Linked DNA regions of Mus musculus: all the other regions are linked to region 1. Evidence: chromatin contacts called from public Hi-C and HiChIP or PLAC-seq data. All regions are on one chromosome and are shown on one strand. The core of a region is the stretch at or near the end of the contact, and the rest is flanking DNA. Distances in the headings are between cores, read along the strand shown.

The links. Hi-C and Micro-C count contacts between places; a contact is called where the count stands out from the background. HiChIP or PLAC-seq counts read pairs in DNA pulled down with a chosen protein or histone mark.
Region 2: a Hi-C map of granulosa cells shows a contact between it and region 1, with 2.9 times the contacts expected there. The contact joins the enhancer-like site here to the promoter of Vpreb3 in region 1. A contact is called at or near these places in 9 of 39 promoter capture datasets (the 3T3-L1 cell line, the SN4741 cell line, embryonic stem cells and 4 more), 3 of 15 datasets of contacts at CTCF or cohesin (the NIH/3T3 cell line, large pre-B cells and pro-B cells), 29 of 484 Hi-C or Micro-C datasets (B cells, the C2C12 cell line, Sertoli cells and 15 more), 14 of 115 datasets of contacts at active chromatin or transcription factors (the 230-238 cell line, astrocytes, embryonic midbrain and 5 more) and 3 of 9 other capture datasets (adipose tissue, embryonic stem cells and pancreatic islet).
Region 3: an H3K27ac HiChIP or PLAC-seq map of large pre-B cells shows a contact between it and region 1, with 2.2 times the contacts expected there. The contact joins the enhancer-like site here to the promoter of Vpreb3 in region 1. A contact is called at or near these places in 3 of 39 promoter capture datasets (HPC-7-derived erythroid cells, hippocampal neurons and stem cell-derived epiblast-like cells), 1 of 15 datasets of contacts at CTCF or cohesin (the NIH/3T3 cell line), 2 of 484 Hi-C or Micro-C datasets (cortical neurons and pro-B cells), 2 of 115 datasets of contacts at active chromatin or transcription factors (large pre-B cells and microglia) and 1 of 9 other capture datasets (liver).

What each region holds. Positions count from the first base shown.
Region 1 is chr10:75,946,191-75,949,839 of GRCm38.p6, reverse strand. Vpreb3 (pre-B lymphocyte gene 3) reads right to left here and starts at 1,540. Exons shown (of 2, transcript NM_009514.5): 1 at 1,431-1,540; 2 at 183-697. The coding sequence starts at 1,482. The coding sequence ends at 378. It also overlaps the pseudogene Gm16221.
Region 2 is chr10:76,208,785-76,212,473 of GRCm38.p6, reverse strand. Prmt2 (protein arginine N-methyltransferase 2) reads left to right here. Exons shown (of 11, transcript NM_133182.3): 8 at 1,947-2,076; 9 at 3,000-3,136. Among named protein-coding and RNA genes, the nearest start is that of Mir678, 3.2 kb to the right of the region's middle. Within about 2 kb of position 1,998, at least 1 of the 459 cell types and tissues checked has an H3K27ac peak or open chromatin away from gene starts, as enhancers often do. A contact at or near this core is called in granulosa cells, where this site is marked.
Region 3 is chr10:75,490,608-75,493,999 of GRCm38.p6, reverse strand. No RefSeq gene overlaps it. Among named protein-coding and RNA genes, the nearest start is that of Gucd1, 25 kb to the left of the region's middle. Within about 2 kb of position 1,924, at least 35 of the 459 cell types and tissues checked have an H3K27ac peak or open chromatin away from gene starts, as enhancers often do. A contact at or near this core is called in pro-B cells, where this site is marked.

The DNA of each region.
Region 1 (3,649 bases), core at 291-2,790:
CAGGACTTGGGGGCGGGGGTTCGGGGGAGGGTGGCAAGTGTTGGTTCCTGTTTCACTACCTTCAGGTCACTGGAAGGCCAGGAGGGAAGCTAAACCCCTAAGGGATAGGGACAAAGCTGGGCCACATTCCCTAAGGGTCTCAGGTGTTTCCTCTTTAGACAACAATCATCAAAATCCCAACCTCCACATCCTCCAATTTGACATTTATTTTATTTATTTGTTTACACAGGATCTCACAGTTCTCAGGACAGTGGTTGACCCGTCGAGTGTTATTAACTCATTTCACAGAGGAAGGAAAGAAAGCAAGACTTAAGAGAAAAAGAGGAGGCCCAAGGTCAGGGGGCAGACCTAGGAGACAGAAGATGTTCAACCCAGCCCTAGGGTTCAAAGGTGTGGGCGATGGAACAGAAGTAATCGGCATCATCCTCCGGGAGCACGGGGCTGATGGTGAGGATACAGGCGTTGTGGGCTGCATCCACGGTAGCTGAGAATCTGTCGGGGATGTCAGCGGGCCGATAGTGTTCCTCTTCTGCGTAATAGTAGAGAAGATGGGGAGCACTTCCTGGCTGCTGCTGGTACCACGACACCCCAATATCTCCAGCGGTGGCATGCTGGGAATTGATGGTGCAGCTGAGATGAGCGTCTTGGCCTGGGAAGACTGAGAACGCGTCAGGCTGGGTCAGAGTTGGCTGAAAGACTGAAAAAGACACAGACCCACTAAGGGCTAGCCTGGGCTCCTTCCTACCTTGCTACAAATATTTTATCAGACTGCAAAGATTCCCACTCCCAAATATTTTTCAGAGCCTAGTGCCCTGGATGGTTCTGTGAGACATAGTTTGCTCCATCTACCGTTCCGGTTTCCTCTGTGAATGGGGGCTTGTGAATAAGTGACCCCTAAATTAGCATTACTGTCCTGTCTCCAAGAATCCATGTTCAGTTGAGAGCCTAGTGTTCAAGTGTGACCTTCTAGGTCCCCCTAGTACCTACTACCCTCCTTCTCTCTACCCTTACCCCTCAATCTAATAACTCAACCTCAGCTACAAAGTAACTGCCCTCCAGACCTCTCAGAATGCTTAACTGTCATCCTTGACTTTCAAACTGCTGGCCACAGAGGATTGCCTTAAAGGATCTGTGGAGCAGGGGGCTGCCCATCTTTATTAGCCTCCTCTCTGAGAAACAAAGGCAAGAAGTTGCCCTCTCCTCAGAGACGCTGAAGGACCACAGTCTAAGCAGACCCACAAATTGGGAAGCTAAGGTCCACACGGAAAGTGGCTTTCCCCTAGTCCTGGACAGAGTTGCCTACAGCCGGCTCTCTGCTCTACCCCAATGCCTCTCCTAGGATCCACCCCCCTTACCCTGTTGATTCACTTCTTTGCATGAGTTTCCCTGAGCTGGTGCCAACCCCCACCTCGTTCCTGGATGTGCCGTACCTGCCACAAAGGTTCCTATCAGGAGCAGAGGCAGGCAACCAGGGCAGGCCATGGCCAGAAGCAGAAAGGCCGACCTAGAGTTCTGCAGTACTGTGCTCCGGATGCTTGTAGTACAGGGATGGGGAAGTCTCTGGACCACAATAGAGCATGCAAATCAGCCCACTGACTGAAGGACGACACATGTGTCTGGGGCCAGGGTCAGGCCCTATCTTCCAAATGTCCTGGCATCTCAGCCAGCAGGAGATCAGAGCCCTTCACATCCATTTGCAGGAAGTTGGCATTCCCCAGACAGCCTCTCATACCCTTTCCTAGTGTATATCTACCTGTAATGACTATTTCTGGTGGTCAACTGACTATATCTGAAATGAACTATGATCCAGAATTGGAGGGCACACCTGTGATTCAGATCTTGTGGCTGGAAGACACACATTTCTGACCTGGATTTGGCTCAGAGATCTTGAGGCCATAGTGGCCATGGAGAGCTTAGGCCCAGGCAAGGTAGTACACGCTGTTAATCCCAGGAGACTGAGGCAAGGAGACCTCTGCGTCAGCCTGGGACAAGCAAGTCCCAGATCCAGGCATGGTGGTACACATCTTTAATCTGGGCCACACCTTCTGCTGGAGGCCTCCATACGGACATTGGAAGAAGGAAGGCTCACTCTCTTCACCTGCTTGCACTTACTGGCCAGCACATCTGTTGGAGCCTACTTCAGGCTTCCAGCTTATACAGAAGGCCAGCTGAAATAGCTACCCTAGTGGGACTGAGCAACTACCAGGTCCATGGACTTCCCATCCACAGCTGACCATTGTTGGGTTAGTTGGACTACAGACTGTAAGTCGTTCCAATAAATTCCCTCAATATAGAGAGACATTCCATAAGTTTTGTGACTCTAAAGACTCCTGACTAATACACTACCCCTGGTATAGTCTGGGTCTAGAACAGCAGTTCTCAAACTGTGGGTCTGGACCTCTTTCAGGGTTGCGTGAAAGGGGTCGCTTTTGCCCAATACTATCAGAAAACAGTTCATAGCAGTAGCAAAATTACAGGTATGATGTAGTTATGATTTTATGGTTGGGGGTTCATGACAACATGAGGTGATACTAAAGGGTGGCTGCATTAGAAAGGTTGAGGATCACTGCTCTAGAATGTCCTCACAAAGACCCAAGTGTTGGGCTGGAGAGATGGCACAGTGGTTAAGAGCACTGACTGCTCTTCCAGAGGTCCTGAGTTCAATTCCCAGCAACCACATGGTGCCTTGCAACCATCTCTAATGGGCATCCGATGCTGTGACAGAGAGAAAAACACCCAAGTGTTTCCAGCTTGACGATGTTGGGGATATAGGCCCAGTGGGGGCATCTTTAGATCAATAAGACCACTCCCTTTAAGGTGTAGAAGGACCACAGATCTCTCTTGCTACCTGGCCTACCCTGACTTTGCCCCACATCATACTCTCCGTCACGATGCTGTTATGATGTGCTGCCTTGCCACTGGCCCAGAAGCAATGGTGCCATAGACTGACATCCCAAACCTATGAGGTAAAACTAACCTTCCCTCACTATAAGCTGGTCACCTCAGGTAGTTGTCCTAGTGATAGAAAACTGACCAACACAAGCTCCAACGGAACCATCATTCTGGGATCTGTCATAGTAGATTAATTTTGTTTGTGTAGAGATTTTACTCTAAGTAGAATGTGTGTATGTGTTGTTCATGTTTGCTTCTTTCATACAACATTAAGACCCATCCATGTGGGCTGGAAAGATGGCTCGGCGGTTAAGCGCACAGACTGTTCTTCTGGAGGTCATGAGTTCAAATCCCAGCAACCACATGGTGGCTCACAACCACCCTTAATGAGAAACAAAGTAAAAAACTGGGGTAAGTGGGGGCCAGAGCAAGAGAGAGAAGAGAAGGGAGGTGGGGCTAAGGGTGGGGGACACTGGCACAAGCTTTTTAATCCCAGTGAAGCAGGAGGCTCTCTGAGTTAGAGGCTAGCCTGAGCTACCTAATAAGTCTCAAGACAGTCAAGGCTATACAATGAGTCCCTGCCTCAAAACAATAACAAATCATCCATATGTGTGCAGAAATATAGAGTTCATTCTCATAGCTGTGTGTGATTTATCACACATGCATTGCAGTTATTATCTATCCCCCTTCTCTTCTTAGTTAAACACCCAGGATCTGCCTACTCTTCAACCAGGACTAGTGAAACTTCAAAAATTCC
Region 2 (3,689 bases), core at 749-3,248, 260 kb before region 1:
ACCAATACCATGTGCTAGACAGTGCCCCACTCCCCCCCACTCCCCGAATAGAAAATCCTGTGCTTCTAATTTAAAGGCTCAGCAGTGAGGAGAGCATGCAGGTCACATGCAGCCTGCTCAGTGCTGGCCCTGTGGCTCTGACCTGCTCATGGGCCAGCTGTGTCACGGTGTTTTATCATAGCAACAGAAGAGTGATGCAGCACCTCATAGCCACAGGCCTCTTTAAAGACAGTAGCGACAGGTCCCATGGCCTTAGGTCTCTAGGTGTAGTCGGAGGAAGGTCATTTGTAATGATGAAGGCTTCAGCAGTGTGTGGGATGTTGAAACGCACCATAGTTCCCAGCGAGTGCTCTGAATTTTGTAATGGGCATTAGCAGATATACCCATGCTTTTCACGAAGGATCTGAAGATAGCTGACTTCACTTCCTGGTCCGGTGGACACCAATCACTTGATCCTTGGAATGAGGCCTTTGGTCTCTGTCTTAGTAAGGGTTTCTATTCCTGTACAAACATCATGACCAAGAAGCAAGTTGGGGAGGAAAGGGTTTATTCGGCTTATACTTCCATGCTGCTGTTCATCACCAAAGGAAGTCAGGACTGGAACTCAAGCAGGGCAGGGAGCAGGAGCTGATGCAGAGGCCATGGAGGGATGTTCTTTACTAGCATGCCTCTCCTGGCTTACTCAGCCTGCTCTCTTATAGAACCCAAGACTACCAGCCCAGAGATGGCACCACCCACAAGGGGCCTTTCCCCCTTGATCACTAATTGAGAAAATGCCTTACAGTTGGATCTCATGGAGCCATTTCCTCAACTGAAGCTCCTTTCTCTGTGATAACTACAGCTGTGTCAAGTTGACACAGAACTAGCCAGTAAAGTCTCTTATAGCTGACTCTACTAGACAGGTGTGGCAAGCTGTTCCTTCCCCTTGAAAGCAAGGTGGTGGTCTGGGAAACCCCTTTACCAAGCATAAGACACTACTGATTTCTTCAGGGAGGACCATACTAGCCTCCGCTCCTATTGATACTTTTGGAGGGTAGGGTCCTGGAGCCAATGCACAGTGCTACAGGCATTGTATTTTATTTGTTTGTTTGTTTCTTTCTTTCTTTCTTGGTTTTTCAAGACAGGGTTTCTCTGTATAGCCCCGGCTGTCTTGGAACTCACTTTGTAGACCAGGCTGGCCTCGAACTCAGAAATCTGCCTGCCTCTGCCTCCCAAGTACTGGGATTAAAGGTAGACCACCATGGCCCGGCTGTAATTTATTTTTTTAATTAAAAAGTCAAAATAATAGAGAATGCAATATAAAAGCATCATGTCCTCCCTCATTAATTATGGAATCATTGCTCCCTCGTTCAACATCCCAAAGGGAACAGAGAGGGAATCGTCCTGCATATCGCGGTTCTCCGGTTCATCTAGAAAAACATGGTAACATGTTGAGAGCGCTTTGGCTATACCCAGGCAGGAGTCATGGGTCAATAGACAAGGGAAAGCCTTGTGTTGGCCTCTGATAGCTTTCCTGCCTCCCAGTGTTTCACAGCAGCGAAGCAGATGGAAGCATCAGAAAGTGGTACCCATATTTTATAGTCCACATATGGGCTTCCTATATGGGGACTCTTAGCCTTGGCAACAGCAGTTGCTACTGCTCTCAACCTGTGATCCTTGGCTTTGAAGACTTGATACATCATTGCAATTCTCTAATTCTCCTCCAATTTGTCATAGTTGGCTTCCAAATGCTCAGGTCCCTATATTTGATGTGCTAAGGAAGGACCCCCTGACCAGCAGGCTCTGAGGGCCAACTAGAGAGGCTCAGCAAGGCTGCAGAGCAGATGAGCTCAGCTAGCAGGGGATGATCCCCCAGGCGGGGCCCTCAGCGTTCATTTATCACCCCCTGTGTACTTACAACTAAATCCTGCCAGTGCCTCAAACCTTTTCTTTAACTCTCCCCCTAGGTCTTTAGCAATCAAGGAGTTCTTTTCAAGGCCAAAGTCGAATCATATCTTGAAGCCAGAAGACTGTCTCTCTGAGCCATGCACAATCTTGCAGCTGGACATGAGAACTGTGCAGGTCCCTGACCTGGAGGTGAGAGATGGGTGTGCTTCTGGCATTAAATTGCTGCATGAGACTCTGGGTATCCATAGCAGACATGCAGCAAGGGTCATGGGGGAGGGTAGGCAGTGGGGAGAGGGTGTCTTAGTGATGACTGTATCACACCAATAAATGAACCGTTTTTTTCCTTACATTCTATTTTGGTTCTGTCTTTCATGTTTTTATATTCTTTATATTTAATCTCTTTACTGCCTTCAGTTATTCTTATTTTTTAAAAGATTTATTAATTTTATTTTATGTATATGAGTACACTGTAGTTGTACAGATGGTTGTGAGCCTTCATGTGGTTGTTGGGAATTGAATTTTTAGGACCTCTGCTCGCTCTGGTCAACCCTGCTCTCTCTGGTCGGCCCCACTCGCTCACTCCCTGCTCGCTCGAGCCCAAAGATTTATTTATTATTATACATAAGTACATTGTAGCTATCTTCAGATGCACCAGAAGGTGGCATCAGATCTCATTACAGGTGGTTGTGAGCCATCATGTGGTTGCTGGGATTTGAACTCAGGACCTTTGGAAGAGCAGTCAGTGCTCTTACCTGCTGAGCCATTTCGTTAGCCCCAGTTATTCTTTTATATTTATTTGATATTCTTGGCATCCTAAAAACCATACAAATTATATTCCATTTTTTTGTGGTCTCGTAATTAAGTAACAATTTTTTTCCAGCTGTTTACATCCCTATCAGTGACAAAAATTCTTAGCACTTTCTCGTGGTTAGTTAGGCCCCATGACTGCTGGGTGGGCAAAGGGGTTTGGGATGGATGTGGTCAGCAGAGCCCAAGCCGTGTGAGACCACCCACATGATCCAGGATGGCTTGCTCCCTTGAGGTTAGGGTTGGTCTATTGGGATTGGCACTGGTCTGTGGCACCAACATGTTATCCTACGTTTGGGGGGCAGACCATGCGTGGCGAACTGCGATTTGACATCCAGAAGGCTGGGACCCTGCACGGCTTCACAGCTTGGTTCAGTGTGTACTTCCAGAGCCTGGAGGAGGGCCAGCCTCAGCAGGTGCTCAGCACAGGCCCGCTGCACCCGTAAGTGAGCCTACCTGTAGGGGGGAGGGGTGGCTGGGGGAGGTGGTGGGGCTAGCCCAGGGGGATAAGGAGTGGATGGAAGCAGGCTGGCTTACTGTGTTCCAGGTGCCCTAAGCCAGCTGCCTGGCCTGGTAAGGGATGCCTCTTACCTCTGCTTTGATTATTCCTCCATCAGGAGATTAGACTTCCTGAGAAGTTTCCCTAGTATAGAAGGGCATCCTAGACTCTGTTCCCCTGACATCTCCTGACCCCTCAGCCATGAGGTTGGATAAATCACTGGGGTGGCATGATGCCATCAGGCCTCTCGAGTCAGCTGTGTGTGCCCCACCCTCACCCCTGTGGTCCAAATGAGGGAGGAGAGGAAGGACAGGGACATTTGAAGAGTGACTGGAACCAAAAATCACTCAGTCACTGTGCCCTTTCCTGTCCTCTGGGTCTGGGGACACAGAACCCAATGTAGTCACTCAGTTCGGTGTGAGCCACCCAGGTGAACCTTCCTCGTCTTCTGGAACCCGAGCCATCTCTGTAATGTCCCCTCTGCTGCATCTGGAGC
Region 3 (3,392 bases), core at 675-3,174, 460 kb after region 1:
TTCATCCCCTTATCTCTGATCGTTCTCCTTTATACTCCCGTACTTGCAGTTAAGAAGCCCAATGGAACCTATCACTTGGTTCAGGATCTCCGACATATTAACTTGGCAGTGGTGCCTCTTCACCCTGTGGTCCCAAAGCCCTATACTCTTCTACCATCCCCTCAGATCAAAGTCTCCCAAGAACTTCTGCCACTGGCTCTCCTGAGACTGAGGGCCTTCCCAGAGAAACCTCTATCCCTTGTTTTGAGCTCAAGTATGGACAGCTGGTTCTGCCTCCTGGTCGCCTGTCTTAGCTGTCACCTCTCCCTGATCACCTCCTTTCTCCTCTGTTAAGCTCGCTATTTTCACATGCTCTGTTGGAACTACACCCACTACTGCTTGCCTCAGTGTCACCCTTGACTCCCTTTCCTCCTCAAACAACATTGAGGACTTGGTCCTCCTCCCTACTTTTGATCACAACCCCCCTCCTCTTTCTTCTTAAATGGAGAAAGGTCATCCTTACTACCCCCAGGTCATCCTTACTACCCCAACTGTCTCTAAACTTGATGGCTTCCCTCACTGGACTCTTCTGTGAGAATTCTACTTCAAGGTAGTCTGGTGGATGCCATAAAGGAGGAACTGTGGTGGGTGTGATGGTTTGTATATGCTCGGCCCTGGGAGTAGTACTTTTAGAAGGTGTGGCCCTGTTGGAGTGGGTGTGTCACTGTAGGCATGGCCTTTAAGACCTTCATCAAGCCAGTCTTCCGCTAGCAGCCTTCAGATGAAGATGTAGAACTCTCAGCTCCTCCTGCACCATGCCTGCCTGGAAGCTGCCATGTTCCCTGCCTTGATGATAATGGACTGAACCTCTGAACCTGTAAGCCAGCCCCAATTAAATGTTTTCCTTATAAGAGTTGCCTTGGTCATGGTGTCTGCTCACATCAATAAAACCCTAACTAAGAAAGTGGGCAAGTGAGATTTCTGGAGACGGTTGACCAGTTTGCACAGCTACAATGGATGTACCTCGGAGAGGCACAGTCCTGAGGGATTCATCTCTGGATTACTTCTTGATGCTGCTGCTGCTCCTTCTCATGTCTGTCACTGCTATCGTCCTCATACATCTGGCGTGGTGTGGTTGGGCATGGAGAGATCCTTACTGCCTATAGTCTGGTATGATGACTTCTTGGGCTTATTGGTCAGTTTTCCTGCAGGTCAATATGAAGGTGAACTTTGGTGAAATAATTTTATTTTGATGAAGCAATGATTTTTTACAGAAGTTGTGATTTGATTTAAATAGTTTGGGGGAAGTTAGGGTAGTTTATAGAAAGTTTAAGGGGATTTACATTGTTTTGCCAAAAAGATATAATAAAGTTAGAATTAGAGTAGAACATGCCCCTTCCCTTGTAGACTAGCAAAGGCTTCATAGGTTAGAAAATGTGCACCGTGAGCTTCCATGCATTATAAGCGTGCAATTGTACTTGGAAGAGAAAAATAGGCTTGGGACAACAATCAAAGAAAACACTCATTCTAGGTTAGGTCTGAGTTCCTGGATCTTGTGATTTGGGAATGTGGACATAGGTTTCAGAGTGGACCACGAAAAGACAGGGTTAGGAATAAAGAGTAGATTATTCTACTGTCAGTATGAGAATAGACAATAGATGATTAGCCAGTTTAGTTGAACAAGACTTCAAAAATAAGACATGTTGCAGGATATCTGGATTGTGTTATTTACTGGAAGAAGAAAAAACTGTTTCTAGTTGTGGTGTGACTCAGCCATAGCATAGACCTTTAATCCAAGAGGTTTCTGTTTATCATAAGAAAGATTATATAAAGTTAACCATAGGTCAAGAGGTGGAGCAAGCATCTAATTGACAGGAAGTGAACATAGGAAAAAAATCATAAAGAGCAAGAGGAAGTCAAGAGGATGGATAGAGAAATGCACAGGAAGTAGAAGAGGGGGGGCATTCAGTTTGAGGTTTTTGAGACAGTGTGAAGAGCTTCCTATTGGGACGTCGGCTGAGGAGGAAGGCCAGCTGGGTAATTTTTTTTTTTTTTTTTTTTTTTTGCCTCTCTGAGGCTTTCAAACCCAGCATCTGGCTCCCAAGTCTGTCTTGGTAAAAGCAAACATTTGAGATTTTTATGAAGAACAACATTTGGCACTACAACGTGTGGCATGACCACATGGACGAAGAAATCATGCCGGCTACAGACAAACTGAGAAGCCATCAGATTTGGTTAAGGCACCTGGGAGTCCTCAGAGAGAGAGAGTTAAGGATGGGAAATACCATAATACAATGCACTAGGGACCCTGCTACTGCTGCTCCAGATGGCTTGAAAAATATAAGCAGAAAATGAAAAGATAGTATCTTAATTGAGATTGACATAATACTGATTATAATTACTATCAGTCTGGTAGTTCAGATTTTACCCTTAATGGCCATAGTGGGGTTTGTGTGTGTGTGTGTGTCAAATATGATAAGTGGCTCTTACTCTCTCTCTTCTCCTCTTGCCCCTCTCTACCTACTCCCCTCCCCCCACATGCTCATGCTGGCCTCTACTCTCTCTCTCACTTCCCCCCCTGCCTTTCTCTCAACTCCTCTCCCTATGCCCTGAATAAACCCTATTTTATACTAAAATAATAGAATAAGTGAATTGATAAGAGACAAGCCTTAGAAAGAAAGATGAAAATTAAGGAAAATACTCAGACACAGAGGAATTTAGACAAGGACCTACCATGCCACCAAATAATGAAACTGAAGAGAGGAAGCCCAAGGTTGTTTGAAAACCAACCTTTAGTTCATCCAGTTACTATGTAAGGCTTACCAGCAAATGATAGATGCCCCCAAGGTTATGAAGAAATTAAAGAAAATCCTATAGATGTATTAGATTTGAGAAGATTCAAGGAAGCGATCATTTCATATGTGTTCACCATATGTGAAGCAGATATTAATTCATGGGCAACTCAGAACAGAATTATTCTCTAAGACTGGAAAGATTTGGCAACAGCTATAATGGAAGATGGCCCTCAGTTACAATGGTGAACATGGAAGAAAGAGGAAGCTAGGGCCACAGAACAATGAAATAGGGCCAGAGATTTAAATATTTCCCAAGATCAGTTGCTAAGTGAAAGTCAATATGCTGAGCTACAAAAGCAGCTGGAATTTGATGATAACACCTTGGAGCTATGTCATTTAGCAACTTTAAATGCTTGGGACAAAACTGAAGAATCAGGAAAGAGGTTCGAGTTGTTTACTAAAATCATACAAGACCAAAAGAAGCCTATACTAATTTTTTTTCAAAGATAACTTCAACTGTAAATAGAATAGTATCAGATACAGAGGTCAGAAGAAATCTTAGGATGAAGCTCCTGGGGCTGTACCTTCTAGGATTCACTCATGGCAGCCATGCAAGAC